4 separate regions of the Mus musculus genome follow, and regions 1, 3 and 4 are each linked to region 2. Evidence: chromatin contacts called from public promoter capture Hi-C data. All regions are on one chromosome and are shown on one strand. The core of a region is the stretch at or near the end of the contact, and the rest is flanking DNA. Distances in the headings are between cores, read along the strand shown.

What was found. Promoter capture Hi-C pulls out the DNA fragments that hold promoters and counts their contacts. Capture Hi-C pulls out chosen DNA fragments and counts their contacts.
Region 1: a contact with region 2 is called in a promoter capture Hi-C map of stem cell-derived epiblast-like cells, with 4 times the contacts expected there. The contact joins the promoter of Cnnm3 here to the promoter of Cracdl in region 2. A contact is called at or near these places in 1 of 39 promoter capture datasets (stem cell-derived epiblast-like cells) and 1 of 115 datasets of contacts at active chromatin or transcription factors (astrocytes).
Region 3: a promoter capture Hi-C map of pre-B cells shows a contact between it and region 2, with 3 times the contacts expected there. The contact joins the promoter of Tbc1d8 here to the promoter of Cracdl in region 2.
Region 4: a contact with region 2 is called in a promoter capture Hi-C map of adipose tissue, with 2.6 times the contacts expected there. The contact joins the promoter of Actr1b here to the promoter of Cracdl in region 2. A contact is called at or near these places in 4 of 39 promoter capture datasets (the C10 cell line, cranial neural crest, embryonic stem cells and 1 more) and 1 of 9 other capture datasets (adipose tissue).

The regions. Positions count from the first base shown.
Region 1 is chr1:36,510,414-36,514,298 of GRCm38.p6, forward strand. Cnnm3 (cyclin M3) reads left to right here and starts at 1,454. Exons shown (of 8, transcript NM_053186.3): 1 at 1,454-2,740. The coding sequence starts at 1,498.
Region 2 is chr1:37,717,480-37,721,137 of GRCm38.p6, forward strand. Cracdl (capping protein inhibiting regulator of actin like) reads right to left here and starts at 2,332. Exons shown (of 10, transcript NM_028096.1): 1 at 2,091-2,332.
Region 3 is chr1:39,477,006-39,480,581 of GRCm38.p6, forward strand. Tbc1d8 (TBC1 domain family, member 8) reads right to left here and starts at 1,742. Exons shown (of 20, transcript NM_018775.4): 1 at 1,435-1,742. The coding sequence starts at 1,561.
Region 4 is chr1:36,707,800-36,711,561 of GRCm38.p6, forward strand. Actr1b (ARP1 actin-related protein 1B, centractin beta) reads right to left here and starts at 2,126. Exons shown (of 11, transcript NM_146107.2): 1 at 2,007-2,126; 2 at 392-456. The coding sequence starts at 2,054.

The DNA.
Region 1 (3,885 bases), core at 204-2,703, 1.2 Mb before region 2:
ATGTTTGGCCAGGCAGTAGTGGCACATGTCTTTAATCCCAGCACTTGGGAGGCAGAGGCAGGTGGATTTCTGAGTTCGAGGCCAGCCTGGTCTACAGAGTTCCAGGACAGCCAGGGCTACACAGAGAAACACTGTCTCAAAAAAAAAATTGATGTTTGTATGTGTATGTTTGCGTGTATGCACATATGCCATGTGGGACTGTTTCAGTTATGTCTACAGAATCCATTTTAGAAAAAAAATTCAAGAGGCTGGAGAGATGGACTCAGTGGTTAAGAGCACTTACCACTCTTGCAGAAGGCCTGGTTCCCAGAACCAACATGGTGGCTCACAAATGTCAACTCTAGTTCCAGGGGATGTAGTGCCCTCTTCTAGCCTCCTTCGGCACCTGCATACACAACACACATACATACACTTGGGCCCACACAGACACAAAACAAAACAAAACATATGTATAAGATGTGTACATGTCTTAGTACATTTAGGGAGAAAGTAGAGAGAAAAATGCAAAAAACAGGGATACCCATAGAGAAGCTAATCCCATAAAGACCACATACAATGAACGAAGAATGCTCCATCTGATCATGCAGGTGTCTTCCAAAATAAGGACAAAAAGAACCCTCTCAAACAGCTTTCTCAACCCGAGGAATCAGAATAAACTGTGGTTGTGAAGCTAGCATGTATGGAAATTCCTGACAGCTGCTATCTCCCTGCATGGCTGAATGACCCGAATGTCAGGTGCATGTCAGAAACCAAAGGCACACAGAATCAGTCTCTAAACATCGTTTTATTGTAAGCTTAATTACATGAAACAAGTGTGAAGATTCAAGGAAACAGATTTTTCTGGGTTTGAGTATTTACTATGGACCTTCCTATCAAGGCATCTTCCTCAAAAGCAGGTGTCTGTCTTGATATCCACAGAGCCCAACGCAAAGCTAAGAGACTTTAGCTTTAAAACAAACCAATAGAGCTGGGTGAGGTTAAGAATGTGTGCTGAGGACCAGAGTTCAGTTCCCAGCACAGCTTCCCATTAGCTTGGAACTCCAGCTCCAGGGGGAATTCGACGCCCTCTTGCGTCTGCCCAAAGCACTGCCCTCGCAAGCGCAAACCCACATACAAATACAAATGATAAGAAAATGTTTTAAACAAACGACTCCAGGTTTCCCTGTGCCCAGTCCCTGGTTCTTATTCAGCCCTTAGCCTTGCTGGCCAGAGGGTTAATGACCTTCCTTTGCTCGTCCACACGCGCCGGGAACTCCGAGGCCGTCCCAGACAGCCGCCCCGCGTCCTCCCTTGCCTGCGGAGCCCCACGCCCCTCCGGCTCGCCCCGCCCCGCGCCGCTTGTTTACTCCCCGGCGCAGCCTAGTTCTCCCCAGAGCCCGCCCCCGCCAGCCGCTTATTGGTCAAAGTGACGCGGAGGCCCGCGCCGATTGGCTGCAACAACAGAGGCGCGGGTGAGTGGGGTAGGCTGCGCCCGAGGCCCAGAAGGGGTAGCAGGCCATGGCGGCGGCTGCTGCGGCTGTGGTGGGTTGGTTGGGCTGGGTGCTTGCCGCGTTCTGTCTGGGCAGCACCGCAGGGGAGGCGGCGCCGGCGCCGGGCGCGGGACTGCTGAACTTCTGCACGGAAGAGGACAGCGCACCGGGCGCGGGCTCCCTGCGCGGAAGGGCAGCGCCAGAGGCCACTTTGTGCTTGCGACTCTTCTGCTCCGGCTTGGCCAACAGCTCCTGGACCTGGGTAGCCGCCGAGGGCGCAGGCTGCCCGGAGGGCGGACGGGCCACGGAGCCCGAGGAGGCGGCCGCCCCGACGGGCGAGTGGCGCGCGCTGCTGCGCCTGCGCGCCGAGGCCGGCCACCCGCGCTCCGCGCTGCTGGCGGTGCGCGTGGAGCCGGGTGGTGGGGCCGCGGAGGAGGCGGCGCCGCCCTGGGCGCTGGGGCTGGGGGCGGCCGGGCTGCTGGCCCTGGCGGCGGTGGCGCGCGGCCTGCAGCTGAGCGCGCTGGCGCTGGCGCCGGCCGAGGTGCAGGTGCTGCGCGAGAGCGGCTCGGAGGCGGAGCGCGCGGCGGCGCGGCGCCTGGAACCCGCGCGGCGCTGGGCCGGCTGCGCCCTGGGCGCGCTGCTGCTTCTGGCCAGCCTGGCGCAGGCGGCACTGGCCGTGCTGCTGTACGGGGCGGCGGGCCAGCGCGCCGTGCCCGCCGTGCTGGGTTGCGCGGGGCTGGTGTTCCTGGTGGGTGAGGTGCTGCCGGCCGCCGTGAGCGGACGCTGGGCGCTGGCGCTGGCGCCGCGCGCGTTGGGCCTCAGCCGCCTGGCGGTGCTGCTCACCTTGCCCGTGGCGCTGCCGGTCGGGCAGCTGCTGGAGCTGGCAGCGCGGCCGGGGCGTCTGCGGGAGCGCGTGCTGGAGCTGGCGCGCGGCGGCGGCGACCCCTACAGCGACCTCAGCAAGGGAGTGCTGCGCTCCCGGACCGTGGAGGACGTGCTCACGCCGCTCGAAGACTGCTTTATGCTGGACTCCGGCACTGTCCTAGACTTCAGCGTCCTCGCCAGCATCATGCAGAGCGGCCACACGCGCATCCCAGTGTACGAGGAGGAGCGCTCCAACATCGTGGACATGCTCTACCTCAAAGACTTGGCTATCGTTGAGCCCGAGGACTGCACACCGCTCAGCACCATCACCCGCTTCTACAACCATCCACTCCACTTTGTCTTCAACGATACCAAACTGGACGCTGTCCTGGAGGAGTTCAAGCGAGGTAAGGGGACGCCCCTGTTAGAAAGGCCCCAGAAAGTGATGGCCTTGTACCTGCGAATGACCTTTGGAAATATTTAAAGACCCACCTTTTAGAAGCGGAAGGAAGTGCTATGGGAGTCTGATGCGGGAGGATCGGAAGGTGGTTACCCTGTTTGTTAAATAGAAAATTTTAAAAAAGTTGGGGATGTAGCTCAGTGCTTGCCTAACATACATGAAGCCCTGACCATTACCCAGTACCACATAAACCCAAGCAGTGGCCTACCTACTTAGAAGGATGGAAGCCGGCCTGGACTAAAGATTCTGTCTCAAAAGTAAATGAATGAATAAAAAGATCCATTGGCAGGCAGCAAGCATGCCTACTTGGCTCTAATCCCAGAGGTTTCCTTCTCCTGGGCTGTATTGTGCACTTGGGCTTCCTAGTTGCCCCAGATTCTTGGATAGTAACTAAAATGATGTCAAGAGGGTTAGGTAACTGGAAACTGTTGTCTTTGCCTTTTTAGCATTAAATTAGCTGGACCTGTAATGGTTCCTGGCCCTTTCAGATTGTGGGATTAGAAAGGACTCATAATACTTACTGTGGGTACTGAGAGAACTTCCATTTTAATGTCATCGGAAGCAACTCATGAATAATGACTTAATTTTCCTTCCTGGCTTTTTTCTCCCTCTTAATTTTTTTTTTTTTTGAGATTTTTATTGTTATGTTTATGAGTGCCTGTGTTGTTCCTCATGCATGCAGTGCCTATGGAAGCCAGAAGAAGGCGCTAGGTTCCTTGAGACTGGAATTACAGCCAGCCACCCTGCTGGTCCTGGGAACTGAACCCTGCATCCTCTGGTGCTCTTGCTTCCTCTCTTTCATTTAAATTGTTTTTCAGTGCATGTCAGCTACCTGCTCTTCCCTAACCCCATCTCCATTCTCCCCTTTTTTACCTTAATGTCTCCTTTCATTCTTTTTGAGCAACCCCTATTTTTTTGTTTTGTTTGTTTGTTTTGTTTTGTTTGTTTGTTTGAAACAGTGTTTCTCTGTGTAGCCCTGGCTGTCCAGGACCTCACTCTGTAGACCAGGCTGGCCTCAAACTCAGAAATCTGCCTGCCTCTGCCTCCCGAGTGCTGGGATTAAAGGCGGCGCCACCACGGCCTGGCGATCAG
Region 2 (3,658 bases), core at 1,082-3,581:
TATTTATAAGACTACCTGCCTGGGCTAAGTTCCAGGCGGAAAGCACATAGTCTTGCCAAGTCAAATGCAGGCCTACTAGGCCATCCAGACAACTTAGCCCACGGGAGGGCCCAAGCAGTCACAGTCTCCCTTTGTAGCTGAGAACTCTCCCAGAGCTGGCTACTATGTAACATTCCGGCCGTGTAACAACATACTACAGTCTGCGTGGTTTATAAACAAGAGAAGTTTGCTCCTCACAGTTCTGGGAGTCTAAGATCCAAGCATCCCAGCATCTGGTACCCGGTGAGGGGTTGTTTCCTGACTCACAGATGCAGCCAAAGGAGGGAAGAAGCTTTCTGGAATGTTGATTATAATGCGCCCTAATTCAGTGCAAGGGGCACTATCTCATAAAACCACCATCACCTCAGAGCCTCCAGGATAGAAATCTGGAAGTGGGCACACACGCAGTATGCTATCACTTCTCTGCTTCTCCATAAGGGCAAGCTGAGACTCGAGGCACGATTAGATAAGGCCCAAAGAACCACGCTGAGCATTGATGCTCCTGGCTCAACTATCCTAGCAGCCAACCCACTACACGCCAAACCCATTTGCCAGCTCCTGCAGCATGGCCCTGAAGCAGCTATGGATGGATACTACCCTTATTGGATACTACACTGATTCTATAAATGGAAAAGGGCTGCTGGAGAGACAGAAACAAATCTAGAACCTTAGAGAGAAAGACAAATGCCTCTCTGGTTAAAAAAAAGAAGAAGAAAAATCAGTCATGTTACTAGAAATGTTAAATGCAACATTTTGAAGCATTTAAAACAAATATGAAAACCCATGATTTACAAAATACCTCAATTTTAAGTAAAGGACAGAACCAGTCTTTCTGATCTCTCGGCCTTGTCTCATGCTCCGATTTGGACCGGCACAACCCTAGAATTCAGAGTGGAACGCAGCGCAGCTCAACGCGGGGGTGGGGTGGGGGGCAGACATCTTCAGCCACCCGCACTGAACTTCGTCTCCATCATTTTATAATCTCAAAGAGCTAGCTCTCAGGTGATCCCTGATCCTCATTCATCTCAGGTGCACGTCTGGCATGACCCAGCTCCCAATGAGTATCAGGGCTGAGATTCTATTTCGTGGTTGCTATGTATTTAGGTAAATGGAAGGAAGTCCCAGCCTCCACCAAAGGAGGGGCTTACTTTAAAATAGTTCTGGAAGGTGCGAGGGCTCCCAAGAGAGCGACAAACAACACAGGTGCCTGTCTTCCCACTTGGATTTTCTGGTTCATTTCTGACACAATGCCAACTGGCCACCTGCAGGCCACAAGTCCAGTCACACCTCGGCCTTCCTTTCCCCTTGCATTTCAAAAACAAAAACAAACAAACAAAACAAACAAAAACAAAACAAAACAAACGCTTGCTCATTTGAGTAACTACCCCGCCTCTCAGCAGTTGTACACCTACCTACCTCATACTGAAAACGAAGTCCTGCCGGTTAGTAAATGACTGCTCAGCAAATATTTGTTGATTCAAATTCTGATTATGTCTAAGATTAAACTCAGACTCCCCTCTGGTGGCTTGTAACCTAAGCCCCAAGCCTGTTAAATAAACCATGACCCGAAGCATAAGGAAGACAGCCTGTGTGTCCACCGTCTCCCTCTCCGTGGCCCTGGGAGACAGACGCGATTATGCTCTGGTACTAAGAACTGAAACGCGGGCAGCAAGCCCTGTCCCCCCCCCCCCCCCCCCCGTTTTCTTAGTGTTAAAACTGGTTAAACTGCTCAGCTCTGCCTCACATTTCAAAGTTAAGTCCAGCAAAGCGCTCAGAGGAAAACTTTGGGCACTTGCGCGTCTGGCTTCTCTCGGCCCCACCGACCATAGTGTCGTGGACGTGGCCCCCACAGGGGTGGCGTGGGTACCCTTCACGTCCAAAGGGCCCTGGGCTACCTGAGCTCTTCTCGCCACTACCTCCCCAGCTCCACGACAGGACGCGACTTCGGGAACGCGTCAGACTCTCACCCCCAACCCAGCTCCCTCCAACCTCCCTGGGTCTGCGCCCCACGCATGCTGCGTGGCCACGCCATTTCAGACTGTCCCAGGTACCTGGCACTGGAGCGTGGCCGTGTTTGGCGAGCGTGCCGGGAAGGGCTCAGTCCGCGGGGACAAGCGGGGGCTGCTCTGCCGGGGTGCACCCTGACCCCCGGCCGCAGCGTCGAGGGCCGGCGGCGCCGCGCAGCAGGTGGCGGTAGGGCGCGGGTAGCGCGGGGTCTGCGGCCGGGGGATGGACGCGGACGCGGGCGCGACCCTCGGGCGGCCGCGCTGGCCCTGCGCTGGGCGCGCGCTCCCGGCTCCCGACTCGGCTGCGCGCGGCCCGGCGGGGGCGGACGCGGCTGTTCCGCTCTGCTCAGCTCTGCTCCGCGCCGCCCAGGCCCGCGCGCCTCCCCCGCGCCGCTCCCGCCGGGCACGCGGGACCCTGGCCACCCCACGTGGCGGCGCTGCAGAGCTGGGAGCTTGGCTGGCTCCTGCCTGCGCGAGGTCCGAGGGCTGGGGGACCACCGCCAGGACGAGGACGCTCACGATCGCGGCTCCTGCGCGCCACCTCCCTGTCACCCGAGCCTCGGAGAGTGGGCGCCCGGGTGGCAGGGAGGAACGTGCGCATACGGATAAAAAGTAAAAGTTGTTTCATAACCTTGTGGGTCCGAGCGTCTGAGGGCTAATGAGGGAAGCTGCCGCCCCGTCTCTAGGTGAATCATTGCTGTGGCACTGGCAAGTGTGGGATAAAAAGCTGAAGGAGACGTCTCAGCTTCGGTCCCCACCCCTACATCTAACAGAGGAGCTGGCCCATTTGGGGAAGGAGCGGGCTGCCCCCCCCCCCCCCCCCCCCCCCCCGGCTCCTCAGCTAAGCTACCTACAGAGAGAGCCCTCTTTTGGCCTGCTGACACTGCCATGGTCAAGGGGTGAAGTACAAGGAATGTCAGCTGAGCCCCAGCAGGACGCCCAGGCTGCAGTAGCAGGAGCCCCAGGTAGAAAAGAGAATTCTCCCATCAGACAGTGGCACTGGGGTGGAGTGGTTCCTGAGTTCTGACTTCCGCAGCGATGTTAAGAGTGCCACTGTCAGATCTAGAGGAATCCATACTCCACCGTTGAGCCTTGGGGCTGATATCTTGGGACCAGGGACGCAGAGAAACCCAAGAAGCACACACTTGCACCTCTATCTTGAAAAGCGGACTTTAAAATTAGACCAAAATCCCAAACAAAATAGGAAAGAACCTGGCGAGAGATCTCATTTGGTTGGGTACATGAAAGGAAGTTAGTTGCCTTTTTAACTTTTGGGTGTAATCGATCCCTTTGGTTCAAGCTAGTCACTTAAAAGTCTCCTTTGATGGTTAAATGAAATTAATTCCCTCAAAGAACATAAACAAATCATGAATCAGTCTCCTAATTGACAACCACTCACAGTGAGCAGGTGACTCACAGAGGAGCAAATGAATTGCTTAGGTGTGTGTTTGCCTTGTTTGAAATCCTCAAACTAAACTGAACAACTACAAGCAAGCCTGTGCCTTCACCCACCCACCCTAAGCCTGCTGTTGCTTGCTGTTCAGATCAACACGTATTCTGCACGGCTGTAACCGCTAAATATTTATTGACTCCGTAAATTGCCTTTCTAACCT
Region 3 (3,576 bases), core at 492-2,991, 1.8 Mb after region 2:
GGGCAGCAGCAAAAGTGTCTGGGGGGGACAAACTGTTTCCCTATTTCCCAGTTTACAAGTCTCCTGTCCTACCGTCACCCTCTGCAACAGATGACTAATACACCAGATACTCTACTTAATCCACCATCAATTAAGCCACCGTCTCCAGTGTTGTACATACACAGCCCTCTCAGGCCACTTGGCCTCTACTGAGCTTTGCAGGATGCTACCAAGTTCTTGTTCTCCAGTCCAACACTAAATTCCATGGTGCTACCCAGGGCCTCACAAAGGGCTCAAAGGCCCCCTTCCTTCTACTGTAACTCTCCCCCCACCCCCACGAAGCCCACCTGCTGCACAAGTTGTCCCTGTTCAGGGGGGTTCGTGGCCACTCAGCTGCCCAGAACGTTCCACTGTCTACTAACCCTTTCAACCAGAATCCTGTGGTCTCCTACCCACTACTGAATTCTCAGGAGAGTCTCGGTTGTCATCGTGGACCCTGACCCCACCCTACACCTGCTAGCTTTTCCTGAAGCTAAAATACATGATTTTAGGTAGAAGCATATTCCTCATTTCTCCAACCAGACTCTGCTCCCAAAGGGCCGTCTCCAGACTGGCCCAGGTGCAGACAGTCACCAGCAATTAACCCGAGCGCACCGTTTAGGTCTGTTGACCCCCTCAGCGACATTCAGTAGAAGGTTATGAAAGGACCATCATCTGAAGTCCCTTTTACCAGAGGTGGCTCCTTAACCAAAGGAATCATTCCAACCCCCTAGGCAAAACACGACAATTCCCCTTCCCTGATTGAGCAGGTGCTCTAGCTAATAACGCGAGCTGATCCCAATCTCTTAACAGCTTTGAGCCATAACTTTTAGAAGGGGAAAATGCCTTGCTTGGAGACAACTTCAAAGCCTATCGTATTTTTGTCCTATCGTTCCACAGAAGACATTGAAAGGAGAAACAAAAGCGGCATGCTTAACTTCGCTACGCAACTATAGTGCCTCAGTTTCCCCTCGAAGCGAAGACAGCCCCCGCCTCCTGGGCCAGAAAGTCCTGGATCTCTAGAACCTCCCGATGATCTGGCCTGAAGTCCGCAGCTGCAACACCACCTGGAGCCACAGCTGCGTCCAGATGGCCAAGTCCGGGCCTGCCTGGGCGCACCCTTCTGTCACCTGGCGGGGCCCTAGGGCGCCCCGATCTCGCTGCCTTGGGGCAAGCTCTAGAAGCTGCGTCTCCAGCGTTCGCGAGCCAGGTCACACCAGATGCACCTGCCTCTCTCGGCCCGTGGGTCCCTGAGCTCCAAGCCCGACCGGAGCTCGCGTGAGAAACGCAGGAAAAAGGAAAACAAGCCATAGGCAGGGCCGTCCTGGCCTCGTCGGCTGCCACCGAGACACCACCTGCGACGCGGCCGGGCGGCAGGGACAGAGGCCGGGCCGGGCCGCCGCGCGCGCCCCTTACCGGTGAGGCGGCCGCCCCCCTCGCCGTGCCCGCGGCGCCGCTGCAAGACGAAGTAGCAGCTGCTCTTCTGGGTCACCCAGAGCTTCAGCGCGTTCTTGAGCAGCACCTCCTCGGGCTTGAGCCACATCGCGGCGAACCTGCCGCGCCTGCGGGTCCCGGTTCACATCGCCCCAGCAGCCGGCCGCACCGGGCCGAGCCCGCTTGGAAGGAGGCGGCGGGAACTGCGCGCGGAGACAGAAGCGGGAGCGCCTGCCGAGCCCCGGAGCGCGGAGACCACAGCTCGCCGGGCTCACCCCGCGCTGCCTGCCGTGGCCCCGCCCCGGCTAGACCCTGCCCACCAGCCGCGGTCCCGCCCACCCCCGAAGCCACGCCCTCCACCCTCCCCGAGGCTCCAGTGGCGCCTCCCTGGTTTCCTAGTCTCTGCGGCTCCCGGCCAGGGTTCCGGAGTGGCGGGAGGAAATCGGAGCCACTGCCAGGTCTCCTCCCTCTAGTCCCGGACGAGTCTCGAATTCCCTCCTTCCCGGTAGGAAGCGAGCAACTGCGCAAGTTGTCTCCACGCTCCTTGTTTAAAAGCTGGAGGAAGGACCTAGGGGGAAAAGACATCTTGTTATCCAAGCTGCAGGTTGCCCAACCCAGAGTCTTAACCTTAAAGAGCACAATGCACGCCAGTAAACTGGAGTGTGTTCAAGTTTCAAATAACCAAAAGCTAACACTGAAAATTGGAGACAATTGTATCTGGATTTTTTTTTAATGCTGCGCTCTTCATTTTTTTTTTAAATTAACACAGAATGCTACATATTTTAGTCCATATATACAGCAAGGAGAGGGTCAGAGAAATTGCTTTCCGTTAATTCAAACATTTACATTTCTTCTTTATTACATTTTATTTATTGGAGGGGGTGGTCACGAGAGACAGTTTGGCGCGTGGAAGTCAGAAGACAACTTTGAGGAGTCAGTCTTGGCTTCCATTATGTGGACCCTGGGAATCCAACTCAGGTCATCAGGCCTGGCAGCAGGAGTCATTCTTGACATCCCCCACTTATTATTTCTCTTACAGAATATTTTTTCATGCTTTTGTAAGGATACAACTGAAGCTATAGGAGAGGTGGCAACGCAGAAACCTGAGTCCAGCAGCAGACCATACTGAACACTGAATGTCTTACAGAGACATAGGACCTAGAAGGCACCACTATGAGACTCACCCCTGCAGGTCCTCTCCGGAAAAAAATAAGGCTCTTGTGTCTATTCTGAGAAAACATTAAAGAAAAAAACAAACCCACTAGAACATGGGAGCAGGTAATAGTAACGAGAAGCCACGGGGCATGTGAGTACAGGGTTTTAAATAAATATTTTCTCTAGGCTAGAGTAGACATGTTAGCTGTCCTTGAAAAAGGCCGAGGGAAAGGGATCCACGTGTTCTCTGTGGGGAGGTGGTTAGATCGGATATCTTAGCCAAAGGGAGGGGAAAGGTTCCCTTAGTCCCTGGGTTTTGACAAAAGGACAAAATGTGGTTGTTAAGTAGGACAGAACTGGAAAGTAGAAGCTGTCCTGGGGGAGGATCAGAAACTGGTCAGATCCAACAGACAGTAGCCCTGTAGAAAGCAAAGTGAGACGGGAGGTTGGGGGATGGGGAGGACGGTGGAGGGGAAAATAAGCAAGTTTTAGAGCCATGTTGTATACAAATGTCACCACGAAGTAAGCCCATTTCTCTGCAGACCAATCAAAAAATACAGAGAGAAAGAAGAGGAAGAAGAAGAAGAAGAAGAAGAAGAAGAAGAAGAAGAAGAAGAAGAAGAAGAAGAAAGAGAGATATTGAGAAAGCTGGTACACTGGCCAGCCACAGGCAACCATCTTCTCAAGAAAACAGAAGTTTATAAGCCACAATCACAGGCTTGGAGCCACACCAGAGTCAGAGGAGTCAGGGATGGGTGGCAAGAAAAGATTCCTTCACGAAACATTCCCAGGCACCCTTTGCTCTCTGAAGCACTTCGGGCCAGAACCATAGAGGTGAATTGGATATTAGTGCTTTTGTGTAACAAGATATTTCCTGGGAAAATGCAACACACATGTCTACTCACCTCAGATACCGATCCCATGACAGACCAAAGTGTGGACGCCACCAAAGTCCAACCTGGTCAACCA
Region 4 (3,762 bases), core at 876-3,375, 1.0 Mb before region 2:
CTCCACAATAATCTGAAAAAAAAAAAACTTTCCAGGGAGGAAGGGGTAGCTGTGTACACCCCCCCCCCAACTCTCTGTGGGAGTTTAGCTCTTTCCCTGGAGAGAGGTTCCTCTTATTCCTGCTCCCGCCTTTACCACACCCCATCCCCAGGGCAATGCTGGATGCTGCTCCTAACAGGCTGAGCCAGAAACAAAGGCAAGAGACTCTGAGACCCAGCAGTTACTCTCAGGGTCACCTCCACCAATCTGGTGTTTCCTCTTCCAGGTAGAGGAGGGACTTGCCTTCCAAGAGGGAAGCTGTAACACCACAGGGGACGCATTCTTCCCAAAAGCAAATAAGGGGCTGGGGAGCTTGCTGCCCTCCGCCCCCCAGGTGACAGGTGACACTTACTAGTTTGGGAAACAGTACTTAGGAATCTGGTCTCCTGCAAAGCCAGCCTTGATCACCCCTGAACCCTGCAAGGAAAAGCAATGTTTTAGCTCCTGCCAACGACTCAAGATGCAGTCAGGGTCCCCAAGTGGAGAGAGCTGGCAGTTCTACCAAGGCTGGACAGGGAGGAAGCCAGAGACCTGACCTAGAGAAGGAGATCACTTGCAAGCACTAGCACATCAAAACTAGGTGTGAGGCTGCATTTTCTGTCCTGGGGACCCAAGGGGGAGATGAGAACTGTTAGGGGCATCTGTTGGGTGGAGGTTATCAGCAATGACTGGCCCCAGATGGGCATCCGTGAAGAGAGACCACAGATCTCCTCTGTGAATGCTCTGGCTAGTACCTGTAGGGAGAGGAAATCAGCTACACTTTAAAGATAGCTAGATGCTACGCCTCAGCCTTACTCTATTCAAGAACCCTTGTCTTCACCAGCAGACAGAGACCACATACTGGGTCCATGGAGGGGAACCACTTGGTGGTCTCCAAGTACCTTTCTTGGGTAGTAAGAGGAGAGGCAGTCCCTGTCCCTGCTGGAAGCTGGACCTAGGCTTTCAACATGAACTGGACACACCTTCCACTTAGTAAATGAGTCACCTACTCACACCCTTTGCCTACCAGTCTCTATTAGGGCCAAAATAACATATCCAAGTAACAAGCGAGAGGCTCCAAGCCCAAACTCAGCCAGGCAGGTGCCTCTGAGCTCATTAGCTTGTTGGCCACCAAACAGGTAGGTAGCCTGATGTACACTGTAGCCTGCCCCAAGCACACCCCCAAAGTCCAGGACTAGCCTCTCTGATAAACAAGTTATGATTTAAGGGAGCCCACATGGGTGCTCCAAAAAAAGGCAGCCACAAAGATGCCATCAGGGGCTCACGTGGGAAGGAGTCAGTTCCCAGAAAGAGAAGTGTGTCACCGTCAAAAGCTCCAAGGCCTACACATCAGCTCTGGGCACAGCTAGAGAAAACCCCAGCCACGTCAAGGCCTCTAAGGATAGACAGCTCCTAGGGCCACTGAAGGTAAGCACAACCCAGGCTGGAAGACAACGCCCCGGGAAGCAGGACCTCTTTTCTTTCAGGCTTGCAAACTACTACCCCAAACTGCTCCGTCCTGGGGAAAGTGGCTACACTCTCCGAAAAGATCATTTAGAGTGAGGGGGTTAGTTAAAGCGGCAAAGAGGCCACCAGGTGGTGGCTGGTGGAAATTAACGTGCAGTGTTTGCTTCTGGGTGCAGCCCCTTGGGAAGTGTTGTAAAGATCACCAGGCCCTTCAAGAGATAAAGCCAGCAGTGTGCAAGAAGTCAAATGTCAGCCGACCTCCATCAGGCGGCCAGAGCTTACCACCAAGCAAAGGGCCAGGGGTCTTAACTTGCCCAGCGATCCCACCCCAGACAGACGCGTTCACCGGCCTAGAGCATTAAGGACCGCCTGACTGTGATCAGCTGTACCGCACATCCTGGACTCCGAGGGAGGTGCTCCCGAGGCCCACCCCTGGCCCCACCAGCGTGGGCCACCGCACGCCGCCTGCGACCCCGCGGCGGGTCACAGTCCTTCCCCCACCCCCCGCTGCCCGGCCTCACATTGTCGATGACCACGGGCTGGTTAGCGATGATGTCGTAGGACTCCATGGCCCGGCCGAGCCGGCCCTGCCCAGCAGGCGGGCTGCAGGAGGACCGGCGGGCTACAAGGTTCGCGGGGAGACCTGGACGGATGCGACTCCAGACACCGCGCCGCTCCCCTCCCCCAGTGCGCTGCCTACGCGAACGCGGCCCCGTGGCCAATCACAGATGCCAAATGACCTGATTGACGGCCGGCGCCGGGGAGGGTTGCTGGGGGAAGTGGGAGGGGCCTCTTGGAGCCGGCTAACCAATTGAAGCTTTCCGGAAGAACAGCCAGGCGTTGCCAAGGTAGGCTGCGCGGCCGTAAGATGATGTCATGGCTGGGTTCTTAAAGGGGGCAAGAATTAAAAAGGAGGTGGTAGGTCTATTGAAATCAGGAAGTCTTTTGAGTTCACCTACTGGAAGGTCTTTCTTTTGATGAGACATCTGTGAGCATTCCTCTTCTTAGGATGTCAGCTCTGATTATTTCAACGGGAGAGTTAGTTTAGTTAGATTTATTCATCTTTTTTGGTTTTTAGAGGTAGGATCTCTGTGAAACCAAGGCTAGCCTTCAACTTGTGATTCTCCCGCCTCACAAATGCTGGAATTACAGGCATGTACTACCATACCAAGCAACAGTTTTGGATTTAATAAGATTCAAACGCTAGGTGAATAATTGTATTTTATTTTAGAAGTATCATAGATTTACATTTAGACCTATGTTTAATTTGAGTTAGTTTTTATACATGTATCAAGTAAGCATCGGGGCATTTATCACTAAGGCTGTCTACCTGGGGTTTGATCCCAGAGACCCATATGGTAAAAGAGAACCGGCTTCCACAATTCTGATTGCTACAAGTGCACCATGGAATATGTACAGCCACACACACACATTCGCAAACAAAATAAATAATGTACAAAAAAAAGTGGGGGGTTGGCAAAGAGAAACTGGGTGTGATCATGTCATTCCTGGTAACAGGGAGGCAGAGGCAGGCCAATATCGGAGTTCCAGAGGTTGACAGAGGCTACATAGTGGAATCCTGCCTCAAAAAATTATATATATATATATATATATATATATATATATATATATATATATATATATAATTTATATTTATATAAATTTATAATGAGAGAGAGAAATTTTTTTCAAATTGCCTTGGTGCCTATGTCAATAGTTGATAGTTTCTGTCTACCTTTTATTCTGTTTCACTGGTCCATTAGCCAATAACACATAAACTTGTGGCGTCAGTTTTATGTTGTTGGGCAAAACATCAGAGAAAATCATCTTAAGAGAGGTCATATCTCTTAACTGTTTGATAGCGTTCACTCATGAAGTTACCTAGATCTTGAGTTTTCTTTGTGGGAAGAAAGTGTGTATATTTATAATATACAAATTAAGTTTTTAAAAAAGAGATGTAGACTGGTTCTGGTGGTGGTGGCAGCTTCCCCTTTCCATCCTCCTCTTCCTCTTCTTCCTCCTCCTTTGGTGTGCTGAACACAGAACCTGCACCTAGATAAGTTCTCTACCAACTAGCTACACTTGCGGTCTTGCTGTATCTTCTTGAGTTACATTGTTTTGTTACTTTGTATGTCATGGAATTTGTCAGCTTTGGGCAAATGTAATGGGCAAAAAGTTGTCCATAATGTATCCAGGGTTTTCTTTCAGTGTCTACAGAGATGTTTCCCTTCTCACTGGACACCTGGGATGCCCCCCCCCTTTTAACCCTGATCAGGC